6 separate regions of the Mus musculus genome follow, and regions 1, 2, 3, 4 and 6 are each linked to region 5. A link is a contact called in public Hi-C, HiChIP or PLAC-seq and promoter capture Hi-C data. All regions are on one chromosome and are shown on one strand. Each heading gives the region's core, a stretch centred on a gene start, on an enhancer-like site or on the middle of the called end of the contact. The rest is flanking DNA. Distances are from core to core; before and after follow the strand shown.

Region 1 (4,099 bases), core at 753-3,252, 1.1 Mb before region 5:
GGAGGCAGAGGCAGGTCAACCTGGTTTACAGAATGAGTTCTAGGACAGCCAGAGCTTCTAAAAAGCTTCCTATGGGCTGTTTTCTGGAGCACGGCATCACAAGATTCTAAACCACTGAGAAGTCACTTAGCTGCAGACTCTAAGGCTTCAGGGGGTTCAAGTTTTAAAAGTACTTTGATAGTAACAGTATGTTAGGAGTTTAAAACACTGAAGGGAAACTCTTCTATCTAAATCAAAATGGTTTCAGCAGTACTCAATGAACTCCGATGGCTCAACTGCACTGAAAGCAGGCAATGAGCTGGCAATACAGGGCACACTCCCCAACTGCCGGGAGAAAATACATAGACATTTTTGGATGAGGTCCTCAAGTAAGTGGGCAGAGCCTAAACCCAGTGTTGGTAATACAACAGATCGCCACAATCGCCACAACCAGAAAAAGACAATGCATGCTAAAAAGGAGCCAGTTTAGAAGCAAAACTGGTATGTCCTTCACTGGACCTCCTCACTCACAGCCCAGGAGTTCTGTTTCCTCAAAGCCACTGGCAGTCCTACTCACTATACAGGAGAAAGCTGCCTACAACCTGCCCACAACCTAGCATGGGTTTTGGGAAGCAGCATGGAGGCAAACTCCAGGGCATTAAACAGAAACCCTGTCATGGTAACTCTTGGGTTTCCATTCCACTCCAAGGGAGGGATTTCTGGCTAGGCATTTTTCATTAACTTTGCATAAAAGATATACTGTTATCCCTGCTTTACATACCAGGAAATGTATCCAAAGTGCCCCCTCTAAAGCATCTTCTACCACTTTCTGCTACCTCAGCTCTAATACTTACATGAACTAAGACTTCTCTGAAAGTGTGGAGGAACTTGAAGCCTATTCAATTTAGGAGACTTTTCCTTTTAAAAGGAAATTTTCAATATATTCTACTTTTGAAATTTTTACAAAAAGGTATCATAAATATCAGACTGGGGCTCCTCCCCTGGGCTTCAAAGGTGGTCACAATGTTGCTTCATCTGCCTCTAGCTCTGTTTATCTTTGTGTGTCCAGAAGCTAGAACAATGCTCGCCACAAAGTAGGCACTCAGTAACTGCTGAATAACTCATATCCTCTGCTCACTTTAGCGGATCATCCCATTACTTTAACTCTAGGGTTCCATTCCCGCGATCTATTCCCTTGGGGAAATCTGGTCTGGGGCACCTTCCCGTCCGCCTTCAGCAACAAAGCAAAGAGTACCGGGAGCTAAACCTTCGGCTCTAGAGTGAAAACTCTGAATACCGGTCTGATCTCTGTCACTTTTTAACACCTTGGCTGTGTGAATGGACTGGATGAGTCTCAGTTTCTCCACCTGCAAAATGGGGACCCCAAACCCCTGCCTTGATGGATCGTATGATTAACTTAGATGATGCAAGCGAGCCCTAAACGCTAGGCCCGGTAAGCACTCCATAAAGGCAGCTGTTGCTAACAGTGACCTGAAACTCCCGCACTCTCCGCCCCCGCAGCCACCCCCGCGGCATCCCTCCAAAGGCAGCCCGGTTCCCAGTGTCCCCACACACCACTTACAGACACTGCCCCTCCCGGCCCCACCGCCTAGGCGAGGGAGGCCCGGCCGCAGGAAGAAGAAAATAAGGCCCAGTGGGCCCGCCCCCCTCTCCCGACGCCCATTGGCCACTAGAGATTGGAAAGAACCAATCGCAAAACTTATTTTAGAAGCTCCTTTCTCTATTGCTCAAACCCCATGTCGATCACAGAGCACAGAAAGACCCACCTCACCACCCTCCCCCACTGGAGCTCACGGCCAAGGGTTTTGGCAGCATCAACCCCTTGGGGAATCCAAAACCCGATGGCTCTCACCTGGAGCCTAAAGCCCTAGCAGGGCTCAGGCCCGATTGCTGTTGTCGCCACTCGCCGATCCCACTGTCTTTCTTGAGGGCGAAAGACAGAGCTCCGCCTCCTTTAAAGTCTGACTCTGCGCAGCCTCACAGAGCCCATAGTCAACCAACCCAAGAATGGCTTTAGGTCCTCAGCTAACCAATGAACACTCACTACACCGACTCGGCGTCTGGAACTACGAGTCCGCTTAGCCTATGAGCGTCGTCTCGAGCTGTTGCCAGGAGAAAACGCTGAGCCTCCGGGGACTGGGGCCACTGAGCATCAGGGCTGGATCCAGAGTTAGCCTATCAGAGGCTGACTCAGATCTCCATAGTTAAGCTGGGTAGAAAGAAGCGAATACCCTGAAATGGGCTAGCCGGTTATGGGGAAGGGCGAGCAGGTGGTTATAGGATGTTTCTAGCGAAAGGATAAGCCTAATTTTCTTGGAGTAACTCCTTTGCCTAAGATATAAAGGCGATGGAAGACCTCCGGGAAAGTTTCTAAAGTCAAGGAGTTCAGAGAACGTGACCAGCATGTCCAAGTTTGCCCAGTACTCTCAGTTTGACTCTCTTCTCTAAGAAGCCCCTCGCCTGCTGGCAAGGCGGGTTAGGTAAAGATCTGCTCCAGGAGAAGGAGCCCTGGGGGGTCATTAGGACAGATCCTGAAGGAAGATATCCCTGAGGCTTTTTAAAAGCGGCTCCCCTTGAGCGAAAATTTGGGGTCATTAGCAGCTCTTGGAGCGAACAGGGTGATTCTAAGAATCATTAAAGGCACTTCAGGGGGCCGAACAGGATCCCTAGAAGTCATTAGGAGCAGTTCCTGAGAGGCTGTGAGCAGCCTTAAGGAGTTCCCAGATTGTCAAGGACGATGAAGAAAGAGAGGTTAACACCCTTATAAGTCAAATAAGGAGGAGAACTCACTAGGGCATAAAACATGAGCAAAATTCCCGATAGCACCGGGAAGAAGAGTTGTATTGTGTTTGAACTGCTTTCAAAACCAACCCTTCGGTACAGAGAGATGACTGAGAGGAAAGGCACAAGTCTTATGATCTGAGGTAAGCTGTTGAAGGAGAGAATCAATACAAGTTCACAAGATGTCCTCTGACTTTAGTGGATTGCAGTGTCACCGCCGCCACAAACACACTAAATAAATAGGTTAAAAAAAAAAAAAGTAAGCTGGGCGGTGGTGGCACATGCCTTTAATCCTAGCACTTGGGAGGCAGAGGCAGGCAGATTTCTGAGTTTGAGGCCAGCCTGGTCTACAAAGTGAGTTCCAGGACAGCCAGAGCTATACAGAGAAACCCGGTCTCAAAAAATACCAAAAAAAAAAAAAAAAAAAAGTTTTTAAACAACTTCTCGTCCATGCCTGGATTTTTCAAGGGGAACAAATTCAGGAGAGTTGAGATGGATGGCAAGAGTTTACCAATGTTAACTAAAAGGAGATACTTCATAGAATGCTATGGGTTAAATATCTAGGCACATATCTGATGAAAAGGGTGCTTTAAAAAAAATGAGAGGCCAGCCTGGAATAGGTAGTTCCAGGATAACCAGAGTTACATAGTAAGACTCTTTCTTAAGAGGGAGAGATGCAGCCGGGCATGGTGGTGCACGCCTTTAATCCCAGCACTCAGGAGGCAGAGGCAGGCAGATTTCTGAGTTTGAGGCCAGCCTGGTCTACAAAGTGAGTTCCAGGACAGCCAGGGCTATACAGAGAAACCCTGTCTCTATATATAAGAGGGAGAGATACAGAGATAGATATGTGGGCATCATGGCACAAGCCTACCAATCTTAGCCCTTGAGGGGTAGAGGCAAGAAAATCAGAAGTTCATAGCTGGGCATGGTGGCACGTCTTTAATTACAGATCTTGGGAGACAGAGACAGGTGGATCTCTGTGAGCTTGAGGCCACCCTGGTCTACATAAGGAGTTTCAGGACAGCCAGGGGTACATTTTAGAACTTGTCTCAAAACAAAACAAAAAAAGTTGTTCAAGGACATCCTGGGCTACATAGCAAATTCCAAGCCAGCATGGACAACATAAAACCCCAACTCCAAAAGAAGGAAGAAGAGAAGGAGAAGGGACATTAACTATCGTGTGTATATGTGTGATATTTATATTGATCATATATTATGATAGATAGATCGATAGATCGATAGATTTTTCAAGGTAAGGGTTTTCTGTGTAGCTCTGGTTGTCCTAGAACTTCCTCTGTAGATCAGGGTAGCCTCTCAA
Region 2 (4,057 bases), core at 212-2,711, 1.4 Mb before region 5:
TATTGGGGGTGGGGCGGGTGCATTCCTGCATTCCAGGCTGCTGGGAGAAGAATAGAATAGAAAAAGATGGCCTGGGCAATGGAGAAGTCTGGAAGGAGGCCATGGCAGAAAGCCATGTGGGCAGGTAAGGAAGGAAGGGCCCTGTAAAGTTGCCAGCAGAGCCAAGCCCCTTGGACCCAGCACAAAACAAGAGAGCCAGGCACACTCCTGCCTGTCCAGGACCGGTTTGACTTCCATCCAATAAGGAAAAGACCCTTTCTGAAGATAAATGAACATATAACTCAGACGGGTTTAGCTCCAGATATCTTTGTGAGCCTTTGACTGAAAAAAAGTGAGTCGGGTCCAGGATCATTCAGCATCCGTGTGGTTTCTAACGTGGGGGTGGGGGTGGCTGAGTGGCAGGTCTTGTGAGTTTCTGGTTCCCTCCAGAACTCCGCCTGCTTTTCTCCTGGATCTGGGCAGGAGCCGATTTGGTTATAAGTCTAAACCCTTCAGCACCCTACAGGGAACAACCTAAGATCCTAGAGTATCTATCCGAAAGGGGACCTGTGTCTACAGAAAGCCCAAAATAGCCCATTAGGCACTGCAACACTGCTGTCCAAGCCGGCTGCCCAAGAGAGATGGTAAATACCAGGTGCTCTGGGGGCATCATCCCAGCGGGCACTGAGCCCGCGTCTGAGCTTTGGCATTAGTGTCAGTCCCCAGAACTTCTGCTCTGTCACTGGAGTGCCCACCCCAAGGCCCTCATACCTTCTCCACGTTCTCCACAGTGAAGTCCAAGGCTGGTGCTGCTCCAGCCCCTGCAGCCCCCAGCTGCTCCTCCCGCCGCTCCATCTTTGCTCCCTGCCTGGCAGGGAGGTGGACCCTGATCTCTTTCTTGCCCCAGCCCTTTGGCTGTCGGCCCCCTGCTAGACCCCGGCTTGAGTACCCGGGAGGTGGTGGGATGAGGGGATGCCCAGGGCGGGCATGGCTGCCGAGGCCTGCCCACCTCGTTTGGAGGGGGAGTGGGTTGCAGAGGTCAAAAGATGTGCTCTTCGGAAAGGGACCCGCTAAGGCGGCTCCCAGAAGGGAGGCGTCCGTGAGGTACTCCCAGACAAGGGTCCTAGTGGGAGGTCACAGCTCTGTCCCTTGAATCAAAAGTCATAGGGGAGGGAGGCCTATAGGGGAAACAGAGGCCCTGGCCCGTGAGGGGTCACAGAATCAACGGCCTGTACCCATAACACCCCAGTCTGGACGAGCTTCTAGATGCTATGAGGTCAGGGGGGCTGGGAGATCACCCGGGAGAGAGCCCTTCGCGAGATACGGAGACGTCCAAGGAAGCACGGGATTGCAGTTTCGTGAGTCTGGGGCAGAGTCGGTAGAGTTGGGGGACTGAGATAGGTCCCCTCCGTTCGCCTGGCCCGCGATCTGTTCGCCTCCCGGCGTTGGCCCCGCTACGGTCGCTGCCTCCGCCCCAGTGACTGACAGACAGGCCGGCCCGGCCGGGACGGGGCGGGGACCTCAGCAAGACTCGGGCTGTCCCGAGCGCCTGTCGCCAGTACCACCAACTTAGGCCCCCACCCACGCTTGTCCTGGCCCGGCACGGCCAAGCACATCGAGACACGGCACGGCGGAACTACGCGGAAACTCATTCCGGGTCTTTGGCCCTGTCCTCGTGCTAGCTCGCGCGCCCCCGAACAGGCGACGGAACGGCACACCGCCAGGGGCCCCTGCCTGAAGCAAGGACCCGCCTCTATGCACCCTGGGAAATGTAGTTTTCGTCGGACCGGAAGGTGGCTCCTGAGGAGGGAGGCTTGGAGCACGTGGGTTGGGGGTCCTATGGAACCCTATCCTATTCTCGGCTTAGGGCAGAGGACCATCTTGCTCAGTCACATTGCCTAGGAGTGCAACTCTTGCGAAGACGTGATTCATGGGGCCTTTGGGTGGAGTTGGAAGCCAAGAATGGAGGGGAGAGGGTCACGTTTGGTCGGCGCTCAGGCACAGGGAACTGGTTGTGTTGGTGACCATCAGCACCCGCTAAAGAAGAGGAAAGATAGGAGTTACTTGGTGCCCCACAATTAAAAAAAAAAAAAAAAGCACTGTGGATCTGCTCGGGAGCAACCGGGAAATCATATTATTCTGCGCGCGCGCGTGTATGTGTGTGTGAAACGAGGAGGAGAAGGGAAATCGTTAAGGTTTTCATTATGTTTCAAGTAAGAATAGCTCATGGCTTTACCTTAGGTTTTGTTCTCTCTCTATTCTGCTGTGGCGGGTTGGTTTGTTTTGAGATGGAGTCTCTTGCCTTGGGGTGGGGAGTGTACCTCTTTAATCCCAGCACTCCCGGGATTACAGGAGTGTGCCACCAAGATGGGTGTCTGAAGTGCTGTGCCTCCCGCGCACCCTGTCAACTGAACCACATCCTCCACCTTCTTTGTTTTCAAGCGGGGATCTCACTATGTAGCCCGGGCTTGAGTGGGTATTTTTATTCATTGTCTTCAGCTAAAATGGGGAAATTGAGGTTGGAGGAAGGCAAGCCCTGCTCCCAGCAGGCACTTCCTCTCCATGCTCAACTTTTTCTTTCCTTGACTCCTGTCAGCAGGAAAGGAAATGATTTCAAACAGAAGGATCTTTCTTTTTCTTTTCTTTTCTTTTTTTCCAAGACAGGGTTTCTCTGTGAGGCCCTGGCTATCTTGAAACTCTGTAGACCAGGCTGGCTTCCAGCTCACCGAAACCCACTTGTGTCTGCTTCCAAAGTGCTAGAATTAAAGTTATGTACCACCATGCCCAGCCTAAAACTTTTTTTTTTTAGATAAATTATATTAAGCTCAATTTGGGCTTACTATATGGCTTCTCTCTCCTTATTGACTAAACTCTTCCCAACACAGCCTTCTAGCAGTAGCAAAGTTGGGTAAGAATAAGAAGGGCTGGCATACCGTCAGGAGGAGCAGCAATTTTGTAAACCTGGGGAGGAAACAGATTAAGACAAGAGCTGGAGTCACTATACAGGGCTTTACATGTGTCCCACCACACCAGGTGACACTTGTGCTCTAAGGGAGGAAGCTGGCTCTGGAAGTAGCTGCTGAGGCCAGAGAAGGTCGAAGAAACTTGACAAGATCTTGACGAATCCTCAAAGCCTGGGAAGGAGAAGGACTCACTTGGCTGCTAGAGGAAGTCCATCCATCACAATGAGTCAGCAAATCGTTGTCCAAAAGGAAAAAAAGAAAATGTTTTAAGCGTTTTAAAGAAGCCAATTGGATCCCTGTGAGTTTGAGGCCAGCCTGGTCTACAGAGTGAAGTCCAGGACAGCCAGGGCTACACAGAGAAACCCTGTCTCGGAAAAAAAAAAAAAAAAAAAAAGCACCAGCTGCTCTTCCAGAGACCTGGGTTCAATTCCCAGCACTCACAAGGTGGTTCACAACCGTTTTAGGGTTTCTATTGGTGTAACAAAACACCATGACCAAATTTGGCAGGAAAGGGTTTATTCATCTTACAATCCCATATTATAGTCCATCTCTGGAGAAGCCAGGACAGGAACTCAAGCATGGCCAGCCAGTCTGCATACCAGATGCTATCCTCAGAGATCTTTGGCCAGCCAAGTCGTGCGCAGAGAAGAGCAGCAGAGGGCTCAGCTAGCAAGCAGAGGTTCAGGGACGAAGCTGCTAGTGGTGAAAGCCTTGGGAGAGCGTTCTCTTCCCAGGAATTGTTACAGCTCTTGTGACAGATGCTCTCAGGTGACAGAGTAATTGCCACACACCTTGATTCCTTCTGGATAGGATCTTATATACAGTTTTGGGATGGGTTGGGGTCTGACAGCAGGTGCTTCCTATTGGCTTCTTTGGAGATATTTGGGATGCCTCATCTACACGTGGGGAGGAGCTTGGAGTCACTGCCCCTATGTGACCCATGGTCTCTGGGGCTGGGGCTCCATGACGGACCTGACATCAAGAGCAGGCGAAGCTCTTACCTCCCCTTTGGGTCCTGGGGCTTCCAACCCAGCTCAACCTTATCAGGCTTCCTCACAGTCTACTGCCCCACACAGGACTGGAAGCAGGAACTGATACAGATGCTATAGTGGGCT
Region 3 (4,348 bases), core at 1,139-3,638, 1.1 Mb after region 5:
TTCTCTGGTTTCACTGCATGTCACTCCCCATTTCTCAGTAAGAAGGTCTGGGAACCTCTGGTTACTGATGCAGCTCACCCATGGCTCTCCACCTGTGCATCGTCACCCCCACAGAGGTCACTATCAGATAGTCTACATATCAGATATCTGCACCACTAGTCACAACACTAGCAAAATTACAGTTATGACGTAACAACTACATAATTTTATGGTTGTGGGTCACCACAACATGAACTGAATTAAAGAGTTGCAATGGAAGGAAGGTTGGGAACCACTGACCTAATCTTTAACCCCTCACTGCTACAAGATGAAGAAATGAATGCAAGACAAACCTAACTTGTCAAAGAAGTAGCTTTCTCTATGGACTGCCTAGACTTTGGGATCAAAGATTTGCTTCAAAGCCAACCAAGGTACTATGTGATCACACGTAAGCAAGTCCCTGGGTTTGTGTGAGCCTCAGTTTCCCCACTTGACTGTTACCTAATCTGAGAATGGAATCAGACATAAATTTGATTATAATTTAGAATCTGTGAAGAGTGAGTTGCCACAATCAGTTAGCTATCTTGGCCCACGCCCTGTTATGCCTCCCTGGCTCTTGTGTTCTACAGGGACAAGAGTGGTCTATGGAACACTCACAGTTGCACAATGTGGTCCTCTGAGACTCATCTTCAGAGAGCACAGAAGTTCATCTGTGGTTGACAGCAAGCTATGAGTTACTCTACAGAGAGGACAGTAGAGTAGCTAGCACATGGCTGACTGAAGAGAAGCGGCTACTCTTTCCTTTCCCCTCACATCTTTTTCCTCTAGCACTGTTCTCTGAATTTCTTCAGTGGCAACTGTTTCCTTCCTTAGGGTTTGATTTTGGAAGAATCCCAAGGTCAGAGGGTCAGAGGGTTAGCAATGGAACCAAAGAGGGACACCTGCAGGGACACAGAGGGGAGGGCTTCTTTCCTGTTGGCCCATGCAAGCCTTACATGGCTTCCTCTGCAGAGGTAGGTTTGCATCTCCCTAAATAGGTGGTCATTGTGGAAGTTCAGAGAGGAGGACTCTGGCTTCTGCGGCAGCCTGTCATCTGTGCCAAGCCAGATGTCATAAACAGGATGACACAGCACCTATTCCACACCCCCATCCCTCTTAAGTGAGTGAAGCAGAGCCCTGCCTGCCTTCTGCTGCTTGCTGATGGACATAGGGGAGTTTCAAGGACAACTCAGAAGGTTCAAACTAGACAGTGACCTTGGCAGTATCTAGCCCAACTCCCTCCTTCCGCACTCTCCCTTATCTATAAGGAGAAGAAAGCCAGAGGGAGCAAGCACCACCCAAAGTCTCCTGACCCTCACCCCGTGTCCTAAAACTGCCCTGAGACACAGCTCTGCCTAAGAGGAGCTAACAACTCCTCTCCTAGGATTTCCTGAGAATAGCTACAGCTGTGAAGGAAAGAGAGTAAGCCTAAGAAGAGATGTAGGGTGGAGGGAAGGCTGCCAGCTAAGAGAAATGGACAAATCAAGGGATGCTACCCCACACTTTGAGCTCAAGGCCCTCCCTGCTATGGAGCCCTTCCTCAGCAGAGGCCAGCTAGACAGCCACTGTGTCTTTGGCTCCCCAGGTGACCAGGCAAGCACATCTGTCTTCAGCATCTTCATCTATGAGCGAGAATAAGTACTGTCTCATATCTATCCCAAGACATTCACCTTGCCTGTAAGGGCTATAGCCCACAGCAGAACCTGATAGCCATAGTGACAGAGGTGCTCTGTGCCACCAACTCCCTCAGGGCCCAGGGCAGGTGCAGAAAGGGTCTCTAGCTTAGGGTTTTTGCCTCAGTCTCCCATTAGATCCACTCTCTGGATCATCTTTGCCCCTCCATTTCCCCCAAATCTTCTAGCCTCCTTTAGCAGTTGCTCATGGGAGACTGAGCCTAGGAAGGTGCGCCACCTAGGGGCCCTTGGCTTCCACTGTAGCATGAAGGTACAAGGAAGGAAGTAGCAGGCAGGGTTGGCTCCATCTGACTTCTGGGCAGTTAAGAAAATTCAAAACGGGGAAAGTGGAAAATCAGACAGCAACAACACGACATAATCCAGACCAGATCTCAGGCCTTCTGATCTAGCAAGCTCTTCTTTTTGTCTCCGTGTTCCAAGGACATCTGGGTAGAGGGACATTCACCCATTAAAGTAAGAGTAAACGATACTCTTTGGTGGCACAGAAGTCCTTTTAAATCACTGGGAAATGTTCTCTGCTTGTTTCCATGAAGATTTGGAGTGGACTGGAGTAAGCTGTGGGTGGGAAAGGCCTGATGGAAACCGCAGGGGACAAACCAGGGCCTGGCTTCATCAAGGACTTGGCTGTGTGACTCCAGTTGCTGACCAGGAGAAAGTTCCAGAAAAGTAGCAAAGTGGGATCAACTTCCTTCTGTGTTCTGAATAAAATTTGAAAGCAAGCATGTGACTCACTTTCAAGCAACCACTGGGGCCATCTGCCCCTCCCCCACCAGTCTAGGACAAGAGCCAAAGTTCTTGCCTCCCTCCCTCCCCTTCCCTCCTCTCCCCTCCCTGACCTTTATCTTTCCCACCCCCATCCTCCCTTCCCACCCACTGTCCCTCATCTATACCCCCAACTGCTACCGGCCACCTCACCACTCTTCTGGACCCTAGGGGTAGTTTTTGCTTTGGCCTCTGCCTGCAGTACCTTCTGTGCAACCCTCCCTCCGATTGCCTTCAGGGTTTTAATTAAATGTCACCTTCTGGAGAGAGGTCTTCCCTACCTGAAGCTCAGCACCTGCCCGGCTTTCTCAGCCTTAGCATTGTTCTGAATGTACTTTTGTCTCCGTCCTGCCTGCATTCAGTCTGCCCGTTGCTGAGTTCTGAGCACAGAGTAACTCTCATTAAGTGTGTGGATGACTATTCAAGTAGTCATTCTAAAAAGAAAGTAAAAACAGAACGCTGACCTACCCCACAGACTGCCCTTGGAAACTCAGAAAACAGTTAACATGCAAATGCTTCATTTGAGAAACCCCTGCCTTTGAGCATTCACTGGTCCCTTGGGCACTAGGAGACAAGGGAAGGCATGGCAGTGCCCCTCACCCCTGTAGATAATGAAGTGGAAGCATCGCCCGCAGGCTCAAGGGCTGGAGGGGGGCCCACAGCTGGTCCGGGTATTGCTAAGAGCCCAGTCTGTAGGCTCAGCCGCTGCAGAGCCATCTCCTTCCCACGCTGCAGCTTCTGTGGAGTGGGGGACCTGGAAGCACTTACGCCAAAGCACTCTGCTGAAGTATTGTTCTTCGCATAAGCACAGCACTTAAGTGGCCACCCAGTCGGCTTTCAGAGGGCCATCTCAGGGGACAGACAGAGCCTTTCCTAACATGCGTGAAAGCTTATTAGGCACCAACTCTATGGCAGGCTAAGAGACCAGTCCGGGGCTGAGGAGACCAGCTGCTCAAAGCACCAGGGCTGGCTTCCCAGAGCAGAATCTGTCCTCCTGGGGGAGCTGAGGGCAGTGGGTGGACTTGGAGAGAAGTGGGGAGGTGTGGGCAGGGCAGCACTTGGGCCAGGTATAGAGAGTCTAGGACTGAATCCCAGCTTCTCAGGCAAGTGAACTCTATCTCCACTGGCCAATTTTGAGGGGCTAATTTTACCCTTCTCACGCACTGTCCTCTATGGACTAGTCTCTGATGCAGCTCCCAGCAAACTATGTTAGCATGTGTGCCCCAGGGGAGTTTTGCTTCCAGGGGACATTTGGCAATGTCTGGAGACAGCTTTGGTTGCCACCTCTGGAGGATGTGACTATCCAGAGATAGCAAATGCCAGAGATGCTAAACATCTCTTATGCTGCACAGCATCCCTCAAGGATTACCTCGCCTGAAATGTCAGTTGTGACAAAGTAGAAAAGCCCACCAGACCAAGTCCTAGAGAAGCAGGATATGTGCACATGCTGGAGTCTCCTTTACACACACACAGCGCCCAGGGTGTTGCCTGGAATTATATCCTTGAGTGCTTACTGATGGATGTGGACCAAAGCAGAAAGCCTCAGGGTCCACCTTGCTCTGGGCCTGTGATTTAAAACCCTCTGGTTTTATCCATCAGAGCGCACAGAACCTTCTCATTGACAGGCTGACAGATCTGGGGTTGGAGGTCAGAAGTGTCCTCAGGAAAGGAGGACTCAGGTCCTGCTTGTATGTGTTTCCATTTCTCCCTGAAGTTTCCAGCCCCTGCTATGCCTTTATACACCCCCTCTCAGATGTCTTGGAATTGGCCTGACATAACTGTGAGCTTAGTTCTCCACACACACCCTCTTTGAAGAGCCTTAGTGAGTCACTTTATTCTCCCTTCTCATCTGTAAACTGGCGCCATGATACCTG
Region 4 (3,894 bases), core at 844-3,343, 1.1 Mb after region 5:
TAGAGCATAAATATTGGTGTTCAGGAATGTTTCCCCTGTGCCCATGTGTTCGAGGTTCTTCCCCACTTTCTCTTCTATTAGATCCAGGGTATCTGGTTTTCTGTAGAGGTCCTTGATCCACTTGGACTTGAACTTTGTACAGGGAGAAGGAAGGTCCATCCAGAGACTGCCCCACTTGGGAATCTATCCCGTATACAGTTGCCAAACCCAGACGCTATTGCAGATGCTAGAAAGTGCTTGCTGACTGGAGCCTGATATGGCTGTCTCCTGAGACGCTCTGCCAAAGCCTGACAGATACAGAGGCAGATGCTTGCAGCCAACTATTGGACTGAGCATGGGGTCCCCAATGAAGGAATTGGAGAAGGGACTGAAGGAACTGAGGGGGTTTGTAGCCCTATGGGGGGAGCAACAGTGTCAACTGGCCAGACCCCTCCCCCCCCAGCTCCCGGGGACTGGATCACCAACCAAAGAGTATACAGGGAGGGACCCATGGCTCCGGCCATATATGTGGCAGAGGATAGCCTCGTTGGACATCAGTGGGAGGAGCGGCCCTTGGGCCTTAGGGGTTTGATCCCTCAGTGTCGTGGAATGTCAAGGAGGGAAGGCATTGAGTGTGTGGGTGGGTGGGGGAGCACCCTCATAGAGGCTGGGGGAGCAGGGATAGGATAGGGGGTTTTTGGAGGGGAGACCTGGAAAGGGGATAACGTTTGAAATGTAATAAGGAAAATATCCAATAGAAGAGAGAGAGGAAAAAAAATTGAAGTTCTAGTGTAGATGTGCAAGGATCTGCCGTGCTTTGGCTTCCCTTCATTCTCTAACATTAACAGCATCACCACCAGATTCCCAGAGCCTCTCAGACTCTTGATAGCCATCCCTGCCACACCTTTGCTCTCAGTCTCTCCTCATCCTGAGAAGCCTTTCTTTGCAGCTTCCTCTAGGAACCAGATTGAATGAGCTTCGGGCTAAGTAAGGGCTGCTTTCCCGGAACTCTCTGGTTCTGGTGTGAGTTCCATAGCTGTGATAAAGACCCCTACCAAAAGCAACCTGGGAGAGGAAATGGTTTATTTGGCTTACACTTCCACAACATTGTTCATCTCTGAGGGAGGTGAGAACAGCAACAGGGAGACAGGAAATGAAGCTAGGCTATGGAGCAACATCCTTTATTGGCCTCTCTTTATACCACCTAGGACCACCTCTGCCCAGGGGTAGCACCTCCCACATCAATCATTAGACAAGAAAATGCCCACCCAGACTTTGCCTATAGGCCATTCTGATGGAGACTGTTATGCAACTGAGATTCCACCTTCTGAGATAAGAGTAGATTTGTTTCAGGCTGATAAAAATCAACCAGCATTTCCCTTAACACCTGACCTCCAGGCAAGAGCACAGCCAGTAAAATTGTGTGATCTTGGAGACGTAGCTCTCCCCCCCACCCCCATGAACTTCAGTTTCCGCGGGCTAAAACATAACGTTCTTGAGACACAATTGTGTGTGGGGTGGGGTAGCATCATTGGAAGGACCCTAGCCACTGTAGTACCTAGCACGCTAACATTCAAAGCCTACTACGGGGCAAAAGTGAAGGCCTGCTTTTGTTAGTCTTGTTGCACCTTTTGGGGCGCACTGGTTTTCTCCTCATAGTAGTTTTCCTCCCGCCTGCGCATTGGAAAGACTAAAGGTGCGAAGGAACTCTTTTAAGATTACTCCACAGCCGGCCACCAGCTGGGTGGGGGCTGAGGGCCGACGGGATTCGAACCTGGGACCTCAGAGGACGTCATTCACTTGTCTGGGAGACGCGAGCAATCCAGTGGGTCGCGGCTTTTTTTTTTTTTTTTTTTTTTTTTTTTTTTTTTTTAGGGCTGGCGGTCGCGAGGCGGGGGGAAGGCGCGAGGGGTCGCCCCTTCCCGCCGCCCCGCGCGCGCGCGCGAGAGAACCCAACGGCCGCGGCGCGCGCCACCTCGCGGCAGGAGTCTCTGGCGGGCGGGGCTGGGCAGCTCTCGCCCCCGCCCCCCGCCCCTCGGCCGCCGCCGCCGCCGCCGCCGCCGCCTCGGTGGAGCCCCCCGCCTCCCGCCGCCGCCTCAGCCGAGCCGCTCTCCAGAGCCGTCGCCCGCCCCTGCCGGCGTCCTCGCTCGCTCCCTGCGCAGCGGAAACATGGCGGCTGGATGGGAGTGAGCCGCCCGCGCCCCGCGCCGCTGTCGCCCTCAGGTAAGCGCCTCACTGCCACCCCCGGCCCGGTCCGGGCCCCTCAAGGCCCGCCTTACGGCCACGGGCTGGAGCGAGTCCCCGCCCGGTGACCCTGGTGTCTGTGTCCGCGGCCCTCCGGCGGCCGTGTCAACCCGGCCAGAACCCCGGCGGCCTGCGCCGCATCTGCTCGGGCCCAGTGTCCGGCGGCGGCCTGACGCGTCGGGGTCGGTCGGGGGCGCGGCGCGCGAGTCCCCGCACAGGGCCCCTTCCGAGCGGGGAGCAGGGCTTGGGGCGGAACCGGGAAGCCTGGCTCGGGCCCAGTGCGGGGGCTCTTTCGGGCTGCTGGGACGCGTCGCCAGAGAGATTCGCCTGGGTCCCAGCAGCGGAGCACCGGGGGTCGTGAACACAGTGGGCTTGGAGCTTTCTTCAGGGGTCCCGGGGCTGGGGGCGGGGTGGGGGAGACTCACTTGTGTCACCTGCCTGGAGCCGGGCAAACACCCGGCGGCTACAGAAGGTTTCGAACCTGAGACAGGGAACGGCGGACAACCTTAGAGCACAGCAGGGGAAGGAGTTCCCTAGTAGATAGGTGAACCCCAAAACATACCCCAAAGCGAAGAGATCTGAGAGTCATCCAGGCTCCCCCTACTCTTATCCTATTCGGGAAGGAAGTTATCTTTAAAAATTCCAAATAATACCCTAATAATTTGGCGAACCTTTTAGGACGGCTCTCCGTCCTAGTCCTAATAACCTTTCTAAAGTAAGGCCGTCCAGTCTGGTCCTGGATGGATTTGGTTATAGGTAGAAAGGAACGGCTGTCTCTCGTCTTTCTGCTTCGTTTCCTCTTGGGCAGCTGTTAAGAGTGAAGATAGTAATCGTGTCCCCTGAGTCTTATTTTGGCTAACTCCCAATTCCTTTAGTCTTTTTCTTTACTCTGGTCTTTGATCCGCTCCTTTGATGAGCACTGGTTTGCCCATATTGCCCCCACAGAAGAGCTTCTTGTGAGCAGAGAGACCAAGCTCAATCATTTCTAAGGGAAGAGCTTTGACCCTAAAGGACTGACCTTAAATAAAAAGTACTCTCCCTTCCTCATTTTCGTACTGCGTTGAACTTAGCGGGTGGGGGTAGGGAGGGGAGAGGGAAAAGCTGTATAGTAGTAGCATGTGTTCCCCCAAGCTAAAAGAGATCATCCTGTTTTGTGGTTTCTCTTCCTTTGAAAAATTGAACACTTCATCAAGTGAGCTAATGTATATCAAAAGATTGTACAGTGTAATATATCATGCAGATAAAAGAGCTTATTATTTTTGCTCTAAAAAGGACTGAGACCTAGATTGGTGCCAAACTGCAATTTAATATTTGCTTGGAGAGAGAACTGCCTTATGACAATGAACTCTGCTTTTTTTCCCTGCCAGCAGAAGGCCTCAACTTGCTGTGAAAAAAACACTTTCTGTTGCTCATTAAAAAAGCATTCCTTTTTTTTCCTTTTTTTTTTTTTAAAGTTTAATTCTTAGCCTTGGTGGTACGTAGGGTTAAAGTACTTAAAACGGATCTTTTATTAGTTTTTTAGACCTTTGCCTAAGCATCCCTGCAAACAAGTAATTTCTTAAGCCCATTAGGGAAGTGATGGCTTTGTAGATAAAATGCTAAGATCTGTGGCTGGGACCTCATTCAAGATCTGAGCAAAGTTTCACTGTTTTTGTAACTAAGGCAAGCGCA
Region 5 (4,146 bases), core at 1,210-3,709:
AACAAAGCACAGTTTAAGCAGTTAAATAGTAATTGAGGTTAAGGCAGTCTAACAAAGAGTCATCAAAAGCCAATTTACATTTAACTTGTCCGGAAGGATGATCAACAAAGTTGATGGTAAGTGCTGTAACCTACATAATGTACAATGTAAAACTGAGGTATACACATCTTAGATAGACACTACTTCAAAAAAATGTGACAAGCCCAGACAAATATTAAAATGTATTAAACACATACAAAAACCACAATTTGCCTAACTGGAAGGGCTGCTAAGGAGGGCTAGCTAGTTATAATGGACTGAGGGTTAAAATTGTCCTCTGGAAGGTGAGAGCAGACTATTCTCCGCATCACCTGGGACCATCAGGATGAACATTTTAACCCAACCAGGAATAAGGACCACTTTAAAAGCCACCAGGACGTCAACCCCACAAGCACCAAAGCCTTACATTTTTTTTTCTTTGCTCACTAGTAACCCGGGGGGGGGGGGGGGGGGGAAGGAACCCAGGACACATGGTCAGAAAGGCAAACTGCCCGTGACAGGAGAAATCCTAGAGTCTGGAAAAACAAAATGTTTCCCTCTAATTGCAACTGTAGAGAACAGTCCATTAAGTGATTGTAATCGCTTTTGCTTGAGTGTTTCCACGACTGTGTGGGGTTCATCAGTGAATGTTTTTCATCACTCCGTTATTTTAAAAGCCTATAGCTGCCCATTCACGAGCACTGTGCCACTCTGTAGCGCTCTCTTCACCATCTACTTATTTAACGCCTTCTAAGCGAGCATGTAAGAGAAAATGCTGAAATGGCGCCAAGTATCACAGCTGTACGGCCAGGATTGCTGCTGGCACTCGCGGGGCTCTACACCCATGCAACTGCACTAGCCTTGGCAGCCATCTTGAAAAAGATGCCGGGCTCACAAGGGAGCCCAGAGTGCAGGCAGCGCCTGCACTTACCACCGCCGTCTACAAACCCTTCTCTGGATCTATGAAGGTATAGTTTACAACTCTAAGCCAAATACAACGAAGGCTAAGTTCCCAAGGACTTATGGCCACTCCAGCAAGCTATAACAAAAATTGATTTGATCAGCATGATTCCCTGACAAGGAAGTAAGAGAAATAAAAAATGAGGAAGAACCATTTCCTTTCAGATACGTTACTCGTCGTTTGGACAAATAAGAAGAGCCCTCTTTGGCTACAGAAGGTCTATAGGAAAAATGTGCTCGAGGTACTAAATGGACTGAATATTCGAGTAGTCTAAACAAAGGCAACATAACCTTACAGTACAGATAACATCTCAGGCAACTGACATGTCAAATCCCGTTCCCCGAGAGGTTAACAAGGTGAAAGATCACCTGTATGTTAATTAGCGGGTCACATTCTTACATAGCAATTTCAAAGCAGAAAGGGATGTCAAGGTTAAAAGCGTGCTTAGCCTGGAGTTGCCTCAGTTTGATGCAAGGTAACTGTTAAGGCATGGCTCATGCGACGCGCCTGCCTTGACCTGCTTTGTGCCAAAGCTTTTTGAGGCTAGCTCAAGATCGGTACTTAACAGCAACACAAAGCGAGTCTACAGACCCGCTAATCCCGTCACCCAAGGAAGAAACACAGGGTCCCAATCCCCCACCCTGTCATGCCCGCGGTGGCTCTGGCCCATGCAGGAGGCGGACGCGAGCTTTCCACCCCGGCATCTCACCTGTTGATGAAACCGTATCCGTTCCTTACATTGAACCATTTGACTGTTCCCAAAACCTTCGTTGCTGGAAAACAAAGCACAACAACGTCCAATCACCGGCTGGCCCTGGAAGTCGGTCCAGGATCTAGCCGCAGGCCCGGGCCGCCGCCCTCGCCGCACACGTGGGTGCGCCGGGTAGCGCGGGTCCGAGGTGGGTGTGCGCCCGGGAGGCGAGCACGTGAGGGCCGGGGAAGCAGCCCGCGCTCCTCCGGCTGCGTAGGCGGCGGGGCGGGGACCCCAGCACGAGGCCCCGGGGCGGGTGGGCGCGGGGGAGGGGCGGCGGCGGCCGGAGCAGCGGCGGGATCCCGGTGTGCGCGCGCCGCGGGCCTCGGGGGGGAGGGGCGGCCGCGTAGTCCGTGGCTCGGGCCGCGTCGCCTAACGGTCCGGCCCGCGGCCCCATCCCCGGTCCCTTCTGGCGCTCACCGATGACCTTCTTGTCCCCGCCGGCGGGCGCCGCCGATGTGAGGCCACCCGGGCCGCCACTACCCGCGCCGCTGCCCGTGGAGCCGGGCTTGGTGTCGGCGGCGCTGAGGGCGGCGGCGGGGGCGGCGGGCGGCTGCTGGGTCTCGGCCTCGCTGCTCATGGTTGCGGTGATGGTGACTGGGGCCGGCGGCGACGGCTGCGGCTCCTCCCGGGTGTGATGGTGACTAGGCCGGCGGCGGCGGTGGGGCTCTCAGGGCTCTCTGGGGTCCGCTCTCCGCTCCCGCTACCGATCGAACTAGCGAGAATGGCGGGACGGGCGGGATAAGCCCCGCGATAGACCCGCCCTCGTCCTCCCCCATTGGTCCGCATCGTTGTCCATCTCACCACCTGACCGGGTCTCTAGCGCCTATTGGCTCACGCTCCGCGGCTCCTGCGCTCTCATTGGTATCTTTAGCGACTAATTCGCCCGACCCACAGCTTCTCAGGCCTCCGCCGCCATAGAGACCGGAACTAGAATGAGAGCCTCGGCCGTGAGCACCATAGAGTACCGGGAGGACGCGCAGAGGGAACGTTCCCAGATGGGGCTGCGCTCGTCGCGCACGTGGGCCGCGATCGCCGGGCCTACTCCGGCCTCCTAGAAGGGGCTCCTTCCCACGGCTGGGTGAACGCCGGGGCCTCCTTAATGGGTCAGGCTTTTGGTGATCCAGTCACCTTGGAGGGACCACGCAGGCGCTGGAGCTGCCACGACTCAGCGTGTTCAGGGCGGGGGTGATCGTTTCCCCCGGCGTCCGAGGAAATGTATTTCATACTGGCCACAAATCAGATTTAATTTCGCCTCACATTTATTGGATGTTAGGGTTTTTGACTTTATAAACTAAGCACTGTAGACAAGGATTGCTATCCTTGTTTTTATACACTGTAAAACACACGCTGCCTTCTTTCTGAAGCCCTCCGCCTACCTTCATTCATTCTTTATTACGCATCTACTATTGACTGGGGATTGAAGTAGTTTGCCAGTTAGTTTCTGCTTTCTGATGGTGGAATTTTAAACGCCCACCACTTCTTGGTTGGGTGAGCACAGCGTTTGGGGAGTGGGAGCAGGAAGAGTTGGGTGGTGACATTTCAGGCAAAGGTAGGTTTGTGCAAAGGCCTAGAAAAGATAGGGTCTCACGGAGACTGCAAATAAAGGAAACCAATCGAAGTAGGAATCAGAGGTGGGCAGAGGTGTTTTTAACCTGAGATTCTTCCCCTGATCACCGGTGAGCAGTGTAGCTTTCGCGGTGTAAGTAAGGAGTAGCATCGTTAAAGAAAGAAAAGGCTGCTGCTTGGAGAAGGGGCTGCAGAGAGAGAAGGGATGGGAGTGGGGGAAACAAGAGGACCTGAGATGGCTCTGTGTGTAAAGGCACTTGGCCAAACCTGAGTTCTTGCCTTCAGCTCCACATAATGGAAAGAGAAAGATAGCCTCTTCCTGTAAGCTGTAGCTTGACCTCCCCACGAGCACTGTGGCATACTCCTAGCTCCCAGTAAATAAAAGCATGAACTAGAAATACAAAAAGAACGCTAAATCCGACGGGCTGTGGTGGCGCTCGCCTTTAATTCCAGCACTTGGCAGGCAGAGGCAGGCGGATTTCTGAGTTCGAGGCCAGGCTAGTCTGCAAAGTGAGTTCAGGGACAGCCAGGAGAAACCCTGTCTCATTCCCCCCCCCACCACCACCACCACCACCAAGACCAGGGCTGGAGAGATGGCTCTGTGGAGATGGCTCTGTGGCTCTGTGGTTAGATCACTTGCAGTCCTGATGTTAAGACTGGAGTTTAGATACCCAGAATAAATGCTGAGTGGGCATGGCAGCCCTCTCTTGGGATTTCAGCCTGGATCCCCAGAACAAGCTCGCCTGCAATACTACTATCATCCAGCCTTGGGTTTGATTGAGAGACTGCCTCCATGAATAAGGTGGAATAGCAAAGGGAAACAATTCTGGACATCAGCCTTGGGCGT
Region 6 (4,329 bases), core at 1,496-3,995, 1.3 Mb after region 5:
GGGTAAATATTGAGACACTTGCCTGGTATGGGAGGGTGGGGGAAATCACAATCTTGAATAAGCATTCAAATTCTCCTTGAAAATTTGCTATCACACAGAGAAAACAAAGTTCTGGAAGACTGACCAACAGAAAAGAACTGTTGAGCCTTTAAAAGAAGTCTTAAAAACCCTCTAGTTCCTTCAATTACATGCAGTTCTCATCTGTACTTTAAGTTGCTTCTTGGCAGCAATCTCTCACAGGTATGCCCTACAGAAATGATACAGGCTGCAGGAAATGGAACTTGTGAAATAACCCAGTCAGAAGCACACACTGAATAGGGAAGATAACATTAAACTCATAAACCCATAGGGTAATAATGTAGTGGCAGGGAGTAAAAGAAACATGTGAGACAAGTAGAGTGGATACAAGACCAGCAGAGTTAAATGTCAAGTGAAAACAGCATCAATACGCAATGACATAGTGACATGTCAAAAGATTTATCACCAGTCCCCAGCTTCAGAGGCCACCAATTGGTCAGCAAAGCCAAATGTGACCAAAAAGAGAAAATGCCGCCACCAAGCATCAAGAAATGCTTGCTTTAGCACAGAGAAGACACTTCCCCCCTCTAAAAACCCTGTGTGAAGCCAAATTAAAACAAAAATAAGCTAAGGAACAAAGAAAGGGGAATTCTGCAGGACGCATTTCCCAGCTCCACTCCTCCCAGGAACGAGAATGAACAAACTTGGCAAGGAAAGCATAATGCTTGAAATACCTTTCCCCTTACACAGTAAGGAATGTTATCCTGCTCTTTCTACCCTCTGCGCAGTCGTTTCAAAAGTGTACTTCTACAAAATACAACTGGGTTTCCCAGAAAGGTTTTGACAGGATAAGGTACTCCATGCCTGTAAAGAAAGGGGCACTTGGAAAGAGAAAGGAGGGTTGCCCCAAGTTCAAAGACACCTGATCTACATACATATGGAATTCCTATCTCAAAAGAGGGGAAGGTGACTTTATGGGCAGAAAAAAAAAAAAAATCAAAAGAAATGATGACTAGTCTTTAACCCAAGACCTTCAGGAGTGTTTAGTATGCTTATGCAGACTGTGAACCCCAAAAGGGTAGACAATATCCTTGAGAGAAAAACTGTATCACCTCATAATTATATGGTTCCTTCTTATTAATGCATTTATCAAACTTGGCTATATTTTAGTATTTTAGATAAGTCCAAACCTGGCATCCTGGCATTTCTTACTAAGACTACAGCCTAGACTCACTGAGTCAATTTCTGATGTTCCTACAGATTCCTCAGTTCAGAACAGGTTGTCACGGGATCACCTCATCTTGTCCCAACTTTATTCAGATCTCTCTGTGTGTATGTGCGTGTGTGTTTCTGAGAGAGAGAGAGATTGAGACTCAGACAGACAGACAGACAGACAGACAGACACTAAGATTCTGGCAGTCTCCCAGAGTGACTGGCAAAAAAATATTCCAAAAGCCACAAAGAGCCAGTTGGAGAGGACCCATTCCCTAACGTTTACAAACTACCTATTATGGGAGAGCTACTCACATGCTGGGGGTACCACAAACTTAAGTCAAATGTGGGTCCAACTTAAGTATCTCCGGGAGAGATGACCTGGACTGAGGGAGGATCCAGGAGCTCCTTTTGAAAACCTGCCTTGTAATGGGCCCGTAAGGCTGACTGACTGAAATGAGCTAGGAATCAGGCAAAGCATGAACAAGCAGGTGAGCCCACAGGATGCACCAAGAAAAAAAGATTAGGGCAAAGGGATGGCCAGGGGCCAGTCCATGGGCAAAGTTGAATGTCCACGCTGCACTTTTTTTTCTGAAGATGACAAGACACAAAAGGTTTTTCAAGTACAGGAGCTATAATATAGAGCAAGGGGCACCAGATAAATTCACGAATGAAAAATGTGAAAGCTTTTGTTAAAAAAAAAAAAAAATGAAGTTGGTGAAAATCAGGCTCAGGATCCACCGCAGATGTGCTGAAATCTAAATCTAGCCCCGAAGTGCCTGATGCCCGGGTTCGCACCGCCGTAAAAAGTGGGACGAGAACCACAGCAGCACCCACCCGCGTCACCCGGCTGCTGAGGATTTAAAATAATGAGTGTGGACGTAAGGCAGCCACGCTGACGTAGTGGCCTCAAGAACGCCAGCATCTTCGCGCTGGGCTGGAAAGAGAGACAGCAGCTGGGTAGCCTGGGCCGTGAGGCCCAGCGAACCTACAAGCCCCTTCCTCCCGCGCGCCGGGCAGCGCCGGGAGGAGCTCAAGGCCGCCAGTCGGGCCCCATCACAGGCTGGGGCTCTGGGAGACCCCTCCGCGGCGGCACACCGCGCTCTCTACCTCACCAAGCCCGGCTGCCCGCGTCGCCGGACTCGGCCCCTTTCCTTAGCCGGGCCACGCGGCCCGCGCGCGGGAGCCGGCAGCTCGCGTTCCGGGACTGCCCGCCCCACTCCCGTTAGAGATGCAGCCCATTGGGCAGAACGCCGGGCCAGCTCTCCCCTGATTGGTGAGAAGAGACGTTTATCGCCCCGGCGGCGTGGCCGTCCGCGCCGGGCTCTGTCGGCGCCACAGGCTCTTGCACCCGGGAGCCGTTCCACCGGGATCCCTGAAGTCTGCCTACCTGAGGCCGGCTTCGGAGTCTCGTGTCAGCCACAGCAAGGCCGGCGCGCGCGTGGTGAGCCTCGGGCAGCCAGTGCTCGGCCGGGCCGCATGCGCCAGCCGTCTTTCTGAGAGGCGGGCTCTAGGCGGTGCGCACGCAGAGGGCGGGGAGAGGCGGGCCCAGGGGAGGGTGGGGCTAGGGCGCGCATGCGCGGGACGTCTCGCCGCAGCTTGTTGAGTGGCTACTGCGGGTGGGTCTCGGGAGTTGTGGGTTCTGTGGGCTTCCTCGCCCGAGGTCTAGAGGATGCTGGTGACTCGCATCTAACCGGAACCCTGAGGGCCTTTGCCTGGTCCCGCAATAGCCGGTGGACACTCTCACCTCCCATCCGCCTTCCCTCAGGCTGCGGGCCAAATCATCTCGTGCTCTCGCCCCGCACCGCCGCCTTCTCCCGGTGCCTGCTTGTCTCCCTCTTAGGCCGGGCCGCTTGGCTTCACGTCCTAGCCAGCTGCCTTTCCACACAACGCACCCTGACGGTGCCTGCATTAGAACAACTGTCGCGAGCCTACTTCCATCCGGCACTAAATGTAGAGAGGCAAACGAGCCCACTTCTAACAAGTCATGGGGATTTTCACAGACGATTGGGACTTGGGGAGTTAGTGTACAGCGGGTTCTGAACACGTAGCAGAAACGTTTACTGGCAAGGAAGGGAGGGAGGAATAGAAAATGAGGCAGAAGAAAAAGTCTGTGTGCACATTCCAGGCGAGGTCCAGAAGAGCCTTGCAGAGTGAACAGTGCAGGCTGGAGAGGTTGGAAGGGCAGCTCTATGCAGAGCGTTGTAGGCAAAAGATTTACAGCACCCAAGGTGATGATTTTGTCTTTTGAATACTACATAAACCCATGTGAGTTTTTAATACCCTCCACCCTGCAAAAACTACACAAAGGTTTCCTTAGGAAGTACCTTGTACCTTGAACTCCATCCAGGAGGCTTGTTTCCTTCCATTAGGAGTAATTTATTGCTTTTTTTTTTCTTCTGTCTTTGCTGAAAGAGTTAAAGAAAAGGTATGCCTCCCATGACCATACTGGTTTTTTTCAGGAAAATGACTCAAACAAGTAGAATTCCAAGAAACCACTTAGGAGAATTCTACAGGGGCTTCTCTCGGAGACTTCCGGATTCTTTCAGATCCCAACCAACAGCATGCTCTGAGTCTGCCCAAATACCCAAACTGCTCTGCTCCAAGAAGCTTCCATAAGAGGTACAAAACTGAACTCCTCCCCCAGTCGCTCTTCTGGGGGACCCCTTCACTCCCCTCCACTCTCCCATATTCTCTTTGATGGTCTTGCTTTCCATTTCACCAAGAAAATGCAAGCCAACAAGAGAACTTCTGTCTACCAGCCTGCTTTCATGTGTGCGAGCAGCATGGTCTTTCATCTTGGTACTTCAGACAAGTGGCTGCAGTGGAGAGGGCAGCCCCCCTCTTCTCACTGCTTCAGGTGCCATACAACTCACCGATGCCTGGGATGTCTCCCCTCCACATCACCAGTTTTCTCCTTCTACTACCCCAGTGCAGAGTGTTACATGGTTCTCCCATGTTTGCCCAGGGCCCTTGTTTGTCTACAGCCATCTCTGCTTCACCTCCCAGTCTGTCACTTTTCAGCAAAACTCGAGGAAAATGTTGGCACTGACTATCTCTGGGTTTTGTTTTCCACCCTTTTCCTTGTACGAGTTCTAG

Evidence for each region. Promoter capture Hi-C pulls out the DNA fragments that hold promoters and counts their contacts. Hi-C and Micro-C count contacts between places; a contact is called where the count stands out from the background. HiChIP or PLAC-seq counts read pairs in DNA pulled down with a chosen protein or histone mark. Capture Hi-C pulls out chosen DNA fragments and counts their contacts.
Region 1: a promoter capture Hi-C map of hippocampal neurons shows a contact between it and region 5, with 2.7 times the contacts expected there. The contact joins the promoter of Kdm4a here to the promoter of Ybx1 in region 5.
Region 2: a Hi-C map of B cells shows a contact between it and region 5, with 7 read pairs. The contact joins the promoter of Ipo13 here to the promoter of Ybx1 in region 5. A contact is called at or near these places in 2 of 484 Hi-C or Micro-C datasets (B cells and CD4 T cells) and 1 of 115 datasets of contacts at active chromatin or transcription factors (astrocytes).
Region 3: a promoter capture Hi-C map of hippocampal neurons shows a contact between it and region 5, with 2.8 times the contacts expected there. The contact joins the enhancer-like site here to the promoter of Ybx1 in region 5. A contact is called at or near these places in 5 of 39 promoter capture datasets (the 3T3-L1 cell line, hippocampal neurons, liver and 1 more) and 5 of 115 datasets of contacts at active chromatin or transcription factors (the NIH/3T3 cell line, astrocytes, embryonic forebrain and 2 more).
Region 4: a contact with region 5 is called in a promoter capture Hi-C map of adipose tissue, with 3 times the contacts expected there. The contact joins the promoter of Scmh1 here to the promoter of Ybx1 in region 5. A contact is called at or near these places in 4 of 39 promoter capture datasets (the 3T3-L1 cell line, 3T3-L1-derived adipocytes, liver and 1 more), 1 of 484 Hi-C or Micro-C datasets (B cells), 1 of 115 datasets of contacts at active chromatin or transcription factors (astrocytes) and 1 of 9 other capture datasets (adipose tissue).
Region 6: an H3K4me3 HiChIP or PLAC-seq map of embryonic stem cells shows a contact between it and region 5, with 7 read pairs. The contact joins the promoter of Ctps here to the promoter of Ybx1 in region 5. A contact is called at or near these places in 6 of 39 promoter capture datasets (the 3T3-L1 cell line, the C10 cell line, hippocampal neurons and 2 more), 1 of 484 Hi-C or Micro-C datasets (CD4 T cells) and 3 of 115 datasets of contacts at active chromatin or transcription factors (astrocytes, embryonic stem cells and microglia).

Annotation. Positions count from the first base shown.
Region 1 is chr4:118,178,041-118,182,139 of GRCm38.p6, forward strand. It overlaps Kdm4a (lysine (K)-specific demethylase 4A), which reads right to left and starts at 2,003. Exons shown (of 22, transcript NM_001161823.1): 1 at 1,853-2,003.
Region 2 is chr4:117,913,538-117,917,594 of GRCm38.p6, forward strand. It overlaps Ipo13 (importin 13), which reads right to left and starts at 1,462. Exons shown (of 20, transcript NM_146152.3): 1 at 751-1,462. The coding sequence starts at 834.
Region 3 is chr4:120,366,928-120,371,275 of GRCm38.p6, forward strand. All of the region lies in intron 3 of Gm36574 (a long non-coding RNA gene), which reads right to left. Among named protein-coding and RNA genes, the nearest start is that of Gm36574, 28 kb to the right of the region's middle. Within about 2 kb of position 2,389, at least 88 of the 459 cell types and tissues checked have an H3K27ac peak or open chromatin away from gene starts, as enhancers often do. A contact at or near this core is called in the NIH/3T3 cell line, astrocytes and hippocampal neurons, where this site is marked.
Region 4 is chr4:120,403,255-120,407,148 of GRCm38.p6, forward strand. Scmh1 (sex comb on midleg homolog 1) reads left to right here and starts at 2,094. Exons shown (of 18, transcript NM_001379185.1): 1 at 2,094-2,202.
Region 5 is chr4:119,292,054-119,296,199 of GRCm38.p6, forward strand. Ybx1 (Y box protein 1) reads right to left here and starts at 2,460. Exons shown (of 8, transcript NM_011732.2): 1 at 2,151-2,460; 2 at 1,689-1,752. The coding sequence starts at 2,310.
Region 6 is chr4:120,567,531-120,571,859 of GRCm38.p6, forward strand. It overlaps Ctps (cytidine 5'-triphosphate synthase), which reads right to left and starts at 2,746. Exons shown (of 19, transcript NM_016748.2): 1 at 2,621-2,746.